Regions from separate parts of the Mus musculus genome. Here region 1 is linked to region 2. Evidence: chromatin contacts called from public HiChIP or PLAC-seq data. All regions are on one chromosome and are shown on one strand. Each heading gives the region's core, a stretch centred on a gene start, on an enhancer-like site or on the middle of the called end of the contact. The rest is flanking DNA. Distances are from core to core; before and after follow the strand shown.

Region 1 (6,694 bases), core at 540-3,039, 320 kb before region 2:
GTTGCTACCACTGGCTAAAGGTTAATCACAGCTCACAAGACACACAATTTTAAAAAGTTGAAATGTGGCCTCTTCCTTTTCTCAGGCTGTGGTTCTGCAACCAGAGACACAGAACTGGAAGAATTTTAGCTCGAAGGAGGGACAGGTTTTGTGAGTCCTCTGTCTCCATGCATTCTAGAAGGATGTAGTTAGCCACTGCCAGCAGTCAGCCATGAGCTTCTGTCTCAGCCACCACTGCAGTAGCTATAGTCTCAAAAGTAAAGAGAAGAGACATTCTCTTGAGGCTTCAAGCTGATGTTTTTCCAAATTTCTGGCCCAAAGTTAGGTTATCTTGATACTGAACTACGATGATGTTTTGCCTCCTCCATCTCTCTGCTTATTTTATTGTGAGGTAGTAAGGACAACTGTGGCTGTGACTAGGCAGATGTAATTTTAAAGCAATAACCACGCCCTACATCTTCTGATACATTTCTTCTCCCAAGAGTCTTAGCGCGGTGTCTGGTTTGGAATATCGTGAATTCGTGCTAATAAATTATTTAATTTATCAAGGATCAGAATTTCCTGAAAGTCCCAATTCCTGCTCATAATTTTCTTTAGCCTTGCACTCATGGTAAAAATGAAACTGAAAACAAAACAGAGCAAACCAACAACGAACCAGAAGTTTCATTCTGCAGTAGTGTAGATGTCTGCATGTCTAGAGGAGGGGATCATGGGAGACAAAGAGTTTATTGACTGACAGAAGTTGGAATGGAAGAGCAGATGGTTAAGTGTTGACCCTGGAGTCCACACAATGGCTCAATTTCATATAGTCATTAGTGTCGTGACCCTAGACAGATTATCTGAACTTTCTATTGTTTAAACTTGGCTTCCTTCTTAACAACATGGTGGTAGAGTATTACCTATCTTGTTGGGTTTAGGATTACATTGAACTAATGTACATGAAGCCCCCAAGCTAGCACCAGGCCTGGCCCACTGTAAGAGCCTTCTGTATGAGTTGATTTCATCATACACATTACACTGTAGCAATGACTTATAACTTACAGTATTTTTATGCATTTAGAGGAGTATTTTAAATTTTTCCTAAGCCATGGGTTACTGATCTATGAAGTAAGAGAAACAACAATCACTTTTAAAGAGGTTCTAACCCCCATTGCCAATGGCTTCAAATGTACAATCAGGAGACAGTTATGATTTGACAAACCCATAGCTTTTTCTAGTTATATTTGACTCTTGACTTTACAAAGGCAAGAATGTGATCCTAAGCAAGAGGAGGTTGGAAAGGGTAAGACAGCATATCATCAGGGTAGCCATGGCTAGCCCAAAACTTCTTATTCCAACCACACTGTCCTTTAACTTGTGGTCTTTCTACACCAGCCTCCCTCCTGAGTACTAGGATTACAGTCATGTGTGCCGCCATGCCTGGTCCTGAGCCTCTCCACTCTTAGCTGACATTTCTGCCATCGAGGGGGTGATGAAAATATCTGTCTCATAGGACGATGTTAAAGATTAAATGTTGTAACTCAACCCATTGGCCACCCATGTTAGGTGCCAGCTCACTTTTGCCCTTGCCGGTGCATGTCTGAAGAAATTGGAGTTGCTAGTCTGTTAAGTCCTTCCCAGATGGGAATGTCTAAGATTCCGTGGGCATGGAAGGTAAACATTCAGTGATGGATCACATTCCCACTCCACCGTGGAAAAACCCACAGCTCGGAAGGTTCAGATGTGTTCAGCAATCCCTCCGCTCCTGTTCCTGGCTCCACAGTGACAGGACTCTGTGTGTACTCAGAGGTTAAATACCATATCTGCCCAACCAAATATGCTGCCGTCACATATTAATTATGTGACTCACAGAAAACAGGATAGAGTTTCTTAGCAATTAAAACTATGGCATCTGCAGAGTATAAGGACTTTTTTTTTTTTCAGGCTCTGCAGGCAGCGATGCATCTGTTATATTGCCGTGTTGGTCACTCTCTAGCCCTCCTGCTCAGATTAGACTCCCTGTTTTAAGAGCCTCTAGAGACCTACACAGCACTCCAGATCCCTCCTTCTGGTTCTTGGAGTCAAAAGGAATTTTGCCATTCAACCAAGCAATATTTGCATTTGCCTTTTAGAAGTGAAGAAAGTTCCTCTTTAAAAACTAGCATGAAAGTTGTTTCCTTCTCTTTTTTTTTTCTTCTAACTCTAAGATGACAGAAATTCTATAAAAGAAAAGATATATTTTTCACCAATTTCTCTTTAGTTTTTGGGTGGTACTAGAGATTGAGCCTAGCACATAGATAAAATATATTTAATAGTTAGTATTAAAGATATTTAATTTATTAAATATTATTTTTATTTTTTAATGTTTTTATCATTGTTAGTGACAAGATGCTTTATCCCCATGCCCTTTAAACACCCACACACAGGCACAAGCACACACACACACTCAGGCACATGCATACACGCACACGCACACTCACATGAGCACTCACGTGTGCTTGCTATCGATACACTGGTACAGTTTCCACCAACTCTGAGACCAGAAGGAGCAGCACCACACCGACATGGGCTCTCAAGTCTGGGCTTGGCATCCCACGCTCCCTACGCTTCCCTTTACAATAGATTTACCTATCCCAGCGCACTCACAAAGTGGGACACAATGAGAGGATATGATCAATATTCTTTATATTCCCCAAGTTTAGTATATATTATAATCTCTAAATAGTATCTGCCAAATAATAAGCAAAAGGCCTGCTTCTTCACAAGAATTTTCACAAATAGCATTTCAATCAGCACATCCATTCTTTTTTTTTCCACTTGTTTAACAGACATTTATTACTTTAGTTGATTTGAACAACCTCTATACAATGACTTGTTTTGCTGAATAGAAAAGAATTTTAGGTCTCAAGATTTTGAGTCTAGTATTTTCTGGAAATCAAATCATTCTTTTAAAATCTCCAAAGGAAAATCAATTTAATAAAAGCATCAGTTAGATTTTGATACCAAGCCAGCTGTTCAGGGACAATACTATTTCTTCCACACTCAAAATCACTTTGGGAAACTACTCCAAGGCATAGCACAAATAGAAATAAAAGTGTGGTTGTGTATGGCCTTTGTGAAATGTCAACATCCAGGTAGTTACCAGCCAACTACCCATAGGTAGATTGTAAACAATGAAATAACACTACCAAAATGGACTATTCTTACCCATGATGAATTGACTGGAAGCCCAACCACTTTTGGTTTTTCTCTATTGTAGACTGGAATAGAGAAAATTTCTCTATATTGTAGGCAGTCCTGGAACCGGAGAGCCATCTGCCTCTGCACACACCAGCTGCTAGAAAAGCTTAATGTTTGCAAGCTTGATCAAACTTATTATATTTGCTTGGTTGATATTAACTTGCAACCACAACCAAGCTTACAAATCTAATGGAAATAATCTGCCCTAAATAAGCCCTACTACATCCAATGTTCAACCTTCACCATCCCCAAATCCATACTCTAGATCCAACAGAAAGTGAAACCTCTTCCAGCAAATTTACCTGGTCTTCTGAAAATGCCACTGGATTCAATTCTCAAAATGTGGGTTATAGTTGATCTCACTTTTCTATGCACAAAACAGGTTTTGAAACCCTCTCTTCCAACACATTTCTAAGCAAAACCCAACTCTAAAGTTTGTACTCATCAAATTCCCAAGCAGCCACTTCAGTGAACCAGAAGATTCCATCATAAAACCGTCAATTCTATCTCGTGCACCAACACATCCAGGGTCAGTTTCAGGACTTTTTACCTTTTACAGGCTCTTACACACAGGACACCACTTGGCACAAACACTATATACACTTAATCTCATAAGCAGATAATGCAAAGTACATCAGAAAAAAGATATGCCATCACCTGCCGATTTCATTTATTGCACTTTAACTTCTACAGTTTCACAAAACACTCATGACAATCTGTAGACTAGTTTTAACAAATAACACCTTTAAGCAGAAATGACTATCCTAAATTGTTTATTGGATATGAATTTTACAAATATCACGTGTATTAGTGGTAATGGTGGAGCTGGAGAGTATTGCGCCTTCTCCAGGCTGCACGACGGGAACCACCAATAGTGTGGTGGAACTTGTGGCCCTTTCCAAGGCCACGGCTCTTTCGGCTAACAGATGTGGGCCCATGCCTCTCTCTGTGCTTGTGGACTGGTTTGGTGATCCACTGGGTGTCAGGATTTCTTCTGATAGCTTTATGGAACGGATCAATGAGGATAACCTCAAAAACTTTATATGTGGAATCTTCACCAACCCAGTAGGAATTCAGGACTCTCAAAGCCCCACAATGGCACCCAGCTCTCTCCTCAGCAACAGACTTAAGGCTTCAGGCAAATTTCAGCTGGTTAACACCATGGTGGACAGGCTTGCCGTAAGTTGCACCCTTAGGATCTGGGCGTTTACGACCACCACGGCCGACATGAATCCTGTAAATGACATAGCCTTGCTTAGCCTTACCCCAGTCTTCGAGCTTTATCAGGCCAGGTGGGGCGGGGAGCCCTGTGCAGCGCAGGGAGCTGGCGGTATTGCCAACAGCGGACCCTCAGAAGAAAGCGCATCAAGTCGGACTGCTTCTTCCTCCATAGCTCCTGGATGTATTTGTATGCACTCATCTTGGCTCACCTGATGGCTGTCGCCAAGAGGAAAGGAAGACACCTTTCTCCCATAATCCATTTTGTCCAGCACATCCACTCTTAAATACTGCGGCATGATCCCCTCAGTAGAGACGAAAGGCACAAAACACAAAGAATTGAAAAATGAATTCAAAGTCAGGCTCCTCCCAGCTAAGCCACACTAAATGGAAAGGGTAGCTGTGCTTTATGTGTTAATGTTAGCCTACACTTAGGAATGCAGAAATTCACTCTGCATAAGTGAGGGTAGACAGAGGCTCTGAGAAACCTAAAAGATCTGCAGTGGTCTTGTTCAAAATGGCCTCGGTGGTTCTTCCTGGGACATAATGAATAAAACAATAATAACATGGTCACGGATTTCTGCAGTGGCATCCGAATGACTCACTAAACAGGAGAAGGAACAAGTCGCACCCTGATGACCAACAGTGCAAAGACAAACCAGCCCACTAAACCACAGGGCTTGATGACAGGTTTCTTCCCGGGCTCCGGTGGGAACCCCGGGTTCACTGAGAATGCAGTCGTTCATTTCATCATCTGAGAGAGGGGAGGGCAGCAGCAGCCATAAGGACTGAAGGGTCTTGAGGGAGAGAGAAAATCACTCAAAAGAGTAGAAACCAGTAGTTTTTCCACCATCCAGATAAGCTTCCCCCTCCTTCTTCTCGGTACTAACTAGGGATGAGTTTTGTAAGCAAGATTATGGAAAGAGAAGCCAGCTGTGTCTCTTATCACATCAAGGTCATGATAGTTTTGAGAGTTCAGTCATCCTGCCTAAAGTGGGCATCTTCCTAAGCTCATTTAGAAATCACTTATTAGCTACTCAAGATGCACTGGAAAAGCAGAAATGGAATCATTACTTATATCTGTATTTTGTTTATTGCTAGGTATTGTAAACCCATTCAAATAATACCTATTTATAAAACCATTGCCTCTCTCTCTCTCTCTCTCTCTCTCTCTCTGTGTGTGTGTGTGTGTGTGTGTGTGTGTGTGTGTGTGTGTGTGTGTGTGTGCGTGCGCACGTGCACACGTATATGTGGCATATGTGTGTTCCTCATGAAGCCCTGTGTGTGTGGTTGTGCATGTCTGTGCATGGGCATGTATAGAGGCCAGAGGAGAACCTGAGGTGTCCTCCTCTCTTCCTCTCCGCTTATTTCCTTTAGACAAGGTCTCTCTCACTGAACTCTGAGCCCCACTTATTCGGCTCCACTGGCTGACTCTTGAGCCCAGCTATCCCCTGACTCCCTACCCTGGTGCTGGACTTCCAGGCACTCTTGGTTCCACTGGACTTTCTCCATAAGTGCTGGGAATTTGAATTTAGTTCTCCATGCTCGCACAGCCATGTGTTTACCCACTGACCCTTCTCTCTGCCCCTCAAAAAATAATTTTGATTGCCTACTCTAAGTTAGAAAAAAAAGCAGTGAATTTGGTGTATAAAGTGAGGTTGAGTTTAATCACTGGTCCAACTTCAATTAAGCACCTGCACTACAGAACTGGGATTGAACTTGGGTTATGTCTGACCACAAAGCTCACAACTTTTCTATCTCGCCATCCCAGCTAGATATAAATTTTAAAACAACAACATTCTCCACTTATTGACTGACTTTGACTTCCTCCATGTCTTTAAAGCGATATACATGTTTTCCTCTTAAACACTCCTCTGATCCTCACGAATGAAGAGGGCCTGGTGGGTAAAGGCTCTTGCCTCATAGCCTTAGAACCTGAGGTCAGTTCCTGGAACCCAGCTGAAGATGGAAGATGAGAATCATCTCTGCAAGGTTGTCCTTGGACCTCTCACGTGCATCATGGAGTGGAGCCTCCCTGCACCCTTCCTGTCCCCCCCCCCCACACACACACACACACACTGACACAATCACACACAATAACAACTAATTAACAAAAAAAAGTCTGGTGCCTATGTATTTATGTCATCTGACTAGTCATTCAGCTGACACAGTTTCAAGTAAACACTATTCAGCTCTAAGCAATTAAGCACCACCACACTGGTTCTAGGGATGGCCCCAGGATTTCAACATCCAACAG
Region 2 (7,145 bases), core at 2,501-5,000:
AACTCTCCCAGCGGAGTTACCTCTGCATCCCAAGGGGGAAATCGCTTTCAAAACCATTCCTTGAACCACTGGGGAAAGGGGAAGCTCGGGAGGAAAGCAAGCCATGCTCTGAGCTGTGCAGTAGGGAGAGTCAGAGGTCACCACAGACAGGCGGGAAGCCAGGCCTGTCCAGTGAGCTCTAGTTCTCTCTAGCACACTTTGCACTTTAGTTTTCCTGACTAAATATCTTTCCAAAAGTGTTTCATATGATTCTCAAGATTCTGAGCACGTGGGGCCAGCGAGATGGTACATGATTGAAGTGTTTCTTGTCCGAGCCTGATGACTTGAGTTCAAATCCTGGAGCCTAAAGTAGGAAAGAGAAAACCAACTCTATGGCTTGTCCTCTGGCCTCCATGTATGTGCTGTGATACACGTGTGCACACACACACACACACACACACACACACACACACACACGAGTGTGCGCAATAATAATGAGTAAATTTTAAAACAAATTCTAAGTAACTATAGCTATCCTTTCAAAAACACATCTGTAGAGATTTTTTTTTTTAAATCAACAGAGAATTACATGTCCACTTCTTTCATTACTTAATGTGTTTTACTGCTTAATCTGTTTTTCCTCAGAATGGCCTGGCCAAATCTAGCTTTCTCCTTCCCCTCGGGGGCTCGACAGAGGCATGCTTAGGAGGACATAAAGGGTTCGTGAGCTGGTGGGTTCGGTGAGCTGGCGTGTGTGAATTGTGTCGTCCACAGAGTATTTTCCATTACATTTGACAAGGGCAGTGTGAGGTAAACTCACACCTGTGGGAGGGGCCAGGTGGCTGTGATGCTGTTTGACCAGATAACGTTGTTTCCCTCGCCACAGTGAGAGAATCCCAGAGCAGGATCTGCCCTCAGCACACACAAATGGAACTCAGTGCTGCCTCCCTTCTCCAAGCCTCAGTTTCCTTAGGCATAAAGTGGGTATCACATAACTAAGGAGCCTAGCGTGCTACGACTCTCAGTATATGTCACCGGAAATTATCGTTGTCTTCCTCCTGTCAGGGACTGCATTAGAAAAAGGGGAGCTCACCTCTGGGGTCTGTTATCCTACCACAGGGGACACTGTGTCAGGAGTGGCTTGATAGATTCCAGATGACATATTCACAGAGGTAGAAGCTAGGTACATTCAGGCTTGGCATGCTACTGGCTAATTTAGTCAAAGGTCTTGTGGGGGAGCTACTAGGAAGATGTGTGATGTGTTTCTCTTGGATGTGAGCCGGCAGACTGCAGGCCTAGAGTTAGTGGGCATCATCTTACCATGAGATGGATATTCAGAAGGAAGCCAGTGTGAAGAAAAGGGCCTGGATGGGAGGGGCAGGTATCATACATAATGACATACTGGAGCCCCAATCTCCTATACTGCCCTCCCCGCTTCCCCCCATCCTACCCCAGGTCACTGAAACCATGTGAAGTGACTCATTCCTTCACAGAGCATGGTCTATCTCGTGGTTTGTCATAGTTAATGAAGAAATCCCAATTACCACACAGTTGTTGAGACGGCAGAAGTGAAACTGGAGTCTGGTCAGGATGGTGGAAGGATGCACTGGTGAGACCTACAGAGCAGCTCCGCGGGGCAGGGCAAGCTTCAACTTCTTTATTCAGATGATGGGTATTGAGTCATAGCTGACAATACTCCTTATGCCTGGAAAGGGTTCATAGCGTATCTGTGACTGCTACCTAAAGAGCGTAGTGGGTATGTCCCTACGAGTAAAGAGTCAAGTCTAGAATAATGGACACATAAGAATAGTTCCGTCTAGAAAGTGGAATTAGAAGGCGGTCTTTCACTTTCTGCTTCAGATCATAGTGAACTAATGAAGCTATCACCACTAAGTGTGCTAACACTTAATCCCAGCCTTAGGGAGAGTGTGAGGCAGGAGGATTCATCCACAGTTTGAGGCCAGGCTTATCATAAAGGAAAACCTTTATAAAGGAAAGAGAGAGAAAAAGAGAGGAGAGAGAGAGAGAGAGAGAGAGAGAGAGAGAGAGAGAGCGAGCGCAGAGGGAAGGAAGGTAAGAAAGAGAAAAGAGAGAAGGGAAGAGAGAAACAGAGAGAAAAAAAGTTATTTTCAACCAATTTGTATTATTTGAAAAACCAGAGCAAAGGCTATCTCAATTTTAAAGAGTAGGGCGATGGCAGTGCCACACTTCTGATGCCACACTTCAGAGCACATTATATAATTCCCCCACAGTATTTGATGCCAGGGTCTGAGTGCACAAACAGTAGTCGCCTACAGCTAGCAAACATGCCCCGAATCTGCCCAGTATCCCAGGCACTCCTAAGGAAAAGGACAGCTTCGCAGACGTGAGAAACCTATTAAGATCTAAAGAAACTAGAGTGAGCCGAAGTCTTCTCCCCCTGCCTTGCTGAGAACTTTCTCTTACAAACATCTTATCCCCTCATCCTGAAGAGTCAGTCAGTGAACACTAGACACACGCCAGCTCAGGCCATCCCGTGCACAGGACTGGCTTTATGTTATCTCCTTTATTCTTTAACAGAAACCTCTGTCAGCAAATCCTATATGTGGGGAGATCCAGGCTGAGGGTAATGAAGGAGGTCCCTGGGCCCGCCATTTCCGATTGCTTTCAGAGCTCACCATTCTCTACTCTCCCGGGGAAGTCTTCCAGCTGACTCTGCCCACCCCAATTCCTTCTCTGGAGAACAGCGGGTGATAAATGATGGACAATCCTCACCCAAGTTTCCACATTTCTTACCCCAGGAGCCTTGGTGTCTGGGACTTTCTAAAATTAAGCCGCTCGCTTCCTTCCCTACCTTGAGCCAGTTTTAAATATAGGCTCTCCTATCATCTTCCGTGTTCCCTGATTTCCTCTGTGCTTCACGGACCATCAGATCCAGCAGTACTTTTCCTATTGCCCCTCACCACTTCCTTTGAGGATCTCACTCGTTACTCATTTTGGATCCGTGGTCTCATAGACGTTCTTTCCTGATGCACGTTAGAAGACGCTTTTCGGGGTTTTAGTCCACCCTGACGGTTGGAATCCAGGATATCTTGAGACCTGTACAACTTGACCTTGAGTAAATTTCTTAGAGGCAGTGAGATGCGGAGAAAGGATAAGCTGTCCCTCTTCCTTCTCCTAACATCCACGAGATGCTTAATACATTTTCCCCAAGCCAAATGTAAGGGTTAATTGAACAGTTTCAGTATAAAAGTTCTGACCTTAGCCGGGCGTGGTGGCGCAGGCCTTTAATCCCAGCACTTGGGAGGCAGGTGGATTTCTGAGTTCGAGGCCAGTCTGGTTTACAAAGTGTGCTCCAGGACAGCCAGAGCTACACAGAGAAACCCTGTCTCGAAAAACAAAAAAATAAAAATAAAAAAATAAATAAATAAAGTTCTGACTCCTGGTACCTAGAAATTTTAAGATAACTTCTGTTAAAATAATTTTACATTTTTATTTATGTATTCTGTCTCGATTTATATTTATGTATTATTAAAATTGTATTATTGTAATTATGCATATAATTATATATAGAAATAGTGGAAGCTGTGAGCTTCCAGGGCAATGTCAACACTACCAGTAATTGCTATAAACTTTATATTGTTTCTTTAACTCAAAGTGAGTTTTTAAATCATACTGACCTCATGAGTTAAGTCACTTAAAGTAATCCTTGCCCCTTTGAGCAGGCAGTATCTGTGAGCTATTATAATCGCTACATTGGTATGCACTGGGCTTTTCCACGTGTCAGTCTCTGTGCAACTCCCTGCATTCTCATATTCACAGTCCCATCACCTCCATCCCTTGAGCTGGGTGAAGGTGACTCACAGAGAGAAGATGAATTGCCCCAAATCCCACAGCTAGTTAGTGACAGAGGCTGGGCTAGTGTCAGGGCAGTCAACACCAGAGCTCCCCTTTCACCCACCATGAGCTTATCACCCCTGGCTTCAGCTACTTCCCCAAGGAACTCCTTGGCTCCTTCCTACCCAGATACCTCAGGGACATAGCGACATTAATCTTTGTTTCCTTCTGCTATTTATGGTCTGTTACCTTGCTGATACCGTATCACAAGAGTTGATTCATCAGAAATGATGTCTCCGTGGTTATGACTCTAAAGCTCCCAGAACATTCCGGAACCTCCACCAATATGTCCCATGACTGATTTCAAGTCATGAATGATAGAGCACTTATCACGAGGCAGGAGGCAGCCTACTGTGGGAAGAGGAAAGGAGAATGACTAGGTTAGAAGGCCTATAATACGCAAGTGTCAAGGACCTGCTGAATAAGCTGTGTACACACAGCCTACCATAAACAGGAGGGGTCAGCCCAAGCTGCTGACAAGCAGGGGCACTGCTGCAGAGACAGTAAGCCGAAAAACTAAAGCCACAGGAGCTACCCTTCTCTACAGATAAGGGAGGGGCTAGTCATGGTTTCAGACTCCCAGATCATCATCCTTGTCCCCAAACTTGCTCTATTTCTCCAATTTCATCTGCCCCAAAGAAATGCCTTCCATGTTACTCTGTCCTCACAGAGCAGAATGCACCTGTCATGGAAAACAATATTAATAAACCAAAGCAATAGCATAAGGTAACCAATACTTAGACAGAGCCTTAAACATCATTTTCGTATCAGAACTGAACTTTCTTTGTCAAAGCCACTTTCCCTTTAAGACCACAAACTTTCTGAGCTGGAGGAAGGCAGAATGATGATAAATCTACCAAGCCCAGCAGCCCCTTCCATCAACCCTGTAATGAGAAACACATGGAGGCAGAGGGGACTGAGGGTGGGGTGGGCAGAGTTCAGGAAGCCCCACCCACTTCTGGGGTACATGGGGATTTGTGGTATATTTCAAATATCCCAGCATTCCTAGGGGGGAAGTGACAGATAGCAGAAGTCCCTCTATAGTTGGCAGATGCGGGTCAGCAAAGATAACAAAGGCCTCCTGTGAGGAAAGGCCATAACCTGATGTTTTCCCTGCTTTCTGTGCCACTCAGCACACAGTTTGTGATGAGCCGTTGTTCCATCTTCAGCCTCAGTGCCCTCCAGACCGGTCATGTTTACAGATCACTTCAGGGGTACAGTACCTCGATACAGATATACCGGCTGGGCGTATAGTTCACATGCTAAAGTGCTTACTTAGCATGCATGAAACCCTGAGTTCAATGTCCTGCACAGCATAAACATCAGGTGTGGTACACACCTCTGATCCCAGCAAGTAGGAGATGGAGGCAGGCGGACCAGAAGTACAAGGTCATCCCTGCCTTCATACTGAGTTCAAGGCCAGCCTGGCATCAAGAACAAGCAAACAAGCAAACAATACTGATCTGAAACAGAAGGCACTTGCTTCATCTCCTAAACCGTTTCCACTTTGTGTTCTCAGTAAATGCCAATAAGAATCACCCAGGGATTCTTCAATCAGCCAGGGAAAATAACGTTAGACCTTCATTCTATCTCAGTCATTTCCACACACAGATGATAACGAAAGGCAAATGGCTGTGCTGAGGAACATCTCCCCAGCGTCACCTCCAGACCGAAAGCACCTCTTCACCTCTCCCTTGACCTTCATGTTGCTGTGGCCTGCTCTCTCCTCTCCACTTCCCTACTATCTATGGACATGATCTTCCTGCAAACTCCCCTGCTTAAGCAGCCCACTGTTCTGTGAGTTATCATTTCCTTCGGACCAGTCCATGCTTTTTAACAGGGAGCACAGGACCCTGACTAACCTGTCTACCCACCCCCACCCCCATTTCTCTCCCTAGCTGCTCTGAAGGGTGATACCTAAACTCTATACACAACCACCCATCAGACCAGTCACTTCCTCACATAAACTCCAGCCCTCACCAGCTCCCATCATCTTTCTGAGGAAGTTTTGTCTGACCTCCCTCACCCAACCCTTCCCCAAGCTCCCACACTCATCTATTGCTGCACAGGTAGCCAGTGTGACAGTCACCCAAGCATGTGACATCCTTCTCACTTGGTTCTTAAGGACTAAGACTGCTTCATCTCTGAATTACCCACTATTAGCCAAAGCCAGCCCCAGTGGGACAGAAAGAACTGAATAAATGTTGGATGGATGGATGGATGGATGGATGGATGGATGGATGGATGGGGGAAAGAGCCTAGGAGGACTTCAGGTTTCAAGACACAGTAAGTGCCTAGATGTAGATGCCTTTTGTAAACATAAGAAATGCATAAGAAAGGTTCCAGGAGCAAGAGGCTGGCTGCCTTAAACAGGTGGAGACATTTGGGAAATACGGTCTCTACTCTTTTGAAACAGAGCTATGGATGGGATGTCATTTGGGGTATCATCCAAAATTTGGAGAAACTTAAGACATGGGGTCCAGAGTGAGGAAAAGAATGGAAGGCAGCAGGGGAGATAGTGGCACTAAAGCTGGGCCACATGAGTAACAGACAGGAGCAGTTCCTACAGGCAGTGTCACCCATACCAAAGGGATGCGCTCTGAGAAGAGAGCTACTAGTTTCTCTAAAGGTGGCAGGGACCTTTGTCACCTAGCCCCTGCCTACCAACAGGAAGATGCAAGCCTGTCTACAGATCTCAGGTCTGCATATCCCACACAATGTCACCTCCACATACCTACCTGTGCTGAGCCAGTCCATCTATCTGCAAGGTCCACACGCAAGCATCACCAAACCCATTATCCATTCAGTGACATCTAGTGCTTACCCTCCTGGAAACCCTTCCTGCCCTGTCTTGCTCACTAGGCTTCCACACTTTAGTGGACTTGGCTCTTATACGTCATCTGTATTATATTTATAGTCCCATGTAACCTTCCAGTCACATCTGAGCTCTATGGGCACAAGCTGGCTTTTTTACCTCTACATAAGGTCTGGCATCAAGTCAAGTGTATACGTCACTAAGTGATACAGAAAGAATGAAGGATTTTGCTCAGCAATGTCACTCAGAGCATGAATCAACACAAGCATGTGTCTTACAAAGGTCAGTGGAAGTTTCTCTTCTACTGAGTTCTGATTCAGCTTCCTTTGGAGACGCCTGGGTTAACATCCAGGAGGAGAGAGAAAGGTTGTCCTAGCCTATGAGCTTTGCATTGAGGTTGAAATGAACTAATCTCAGTGGGAGGGATCAGCCTCTGAGTGGAGTTATGTAGAAACATCCGTTTGTGTTGAGACTG

The links. HiChIP or PLAC-seq counts read pairs in DNA pulled down with a chosen protein or histone mark.
Region 1: a FOXA1 HiChIP or PLAC-seq map of pancreatic cancer cells shows a contact between it and region 2. The contact joins two enhancer-like sites. A contact is called at or near these places in 1 of 484 Hi-C or Micro-C datasets (myocytes) and 1 of 115 datasets of contacts at active chromatin or transcription factors (pancreatic cancer cells).

Annotation. Positions count from the first base shown.
Region 1 is chr4:105,576,281-105,582,974 of GRCm38.p6, reverse strand. It overlaps the pseudogene Gm12726. Among named protein-coding and RNA genes, the nearest start is that of Gm40217, 260 kb to the right of the region's middle. Within about 2 kb of position 1,789, at least 14 of the 459 cell types and tissues checked have an H3K27ac peak or open chromatin away from gene starts, as enhancers often do. A contact at or near this core is called in pancreatic cancer cells, where this site is marked.
Region 2 is chr4:105,258,211-105,265,355 of GRCm38.p6, reverse strand. No RefSeq gene overlaps it. Among named protein-coding and RNA genes, the nearest start is that of Gm40217, 57 kb to the left of the region's middle. Within about 2 kb of position 3,750, at least 19 of the 459 cell types and tissues checked have an H3K27ac peak or open chromatin away from gene starts, as enhancers often do. A contact at or near this core is called in pancreatic cancer cells, where this site is marked.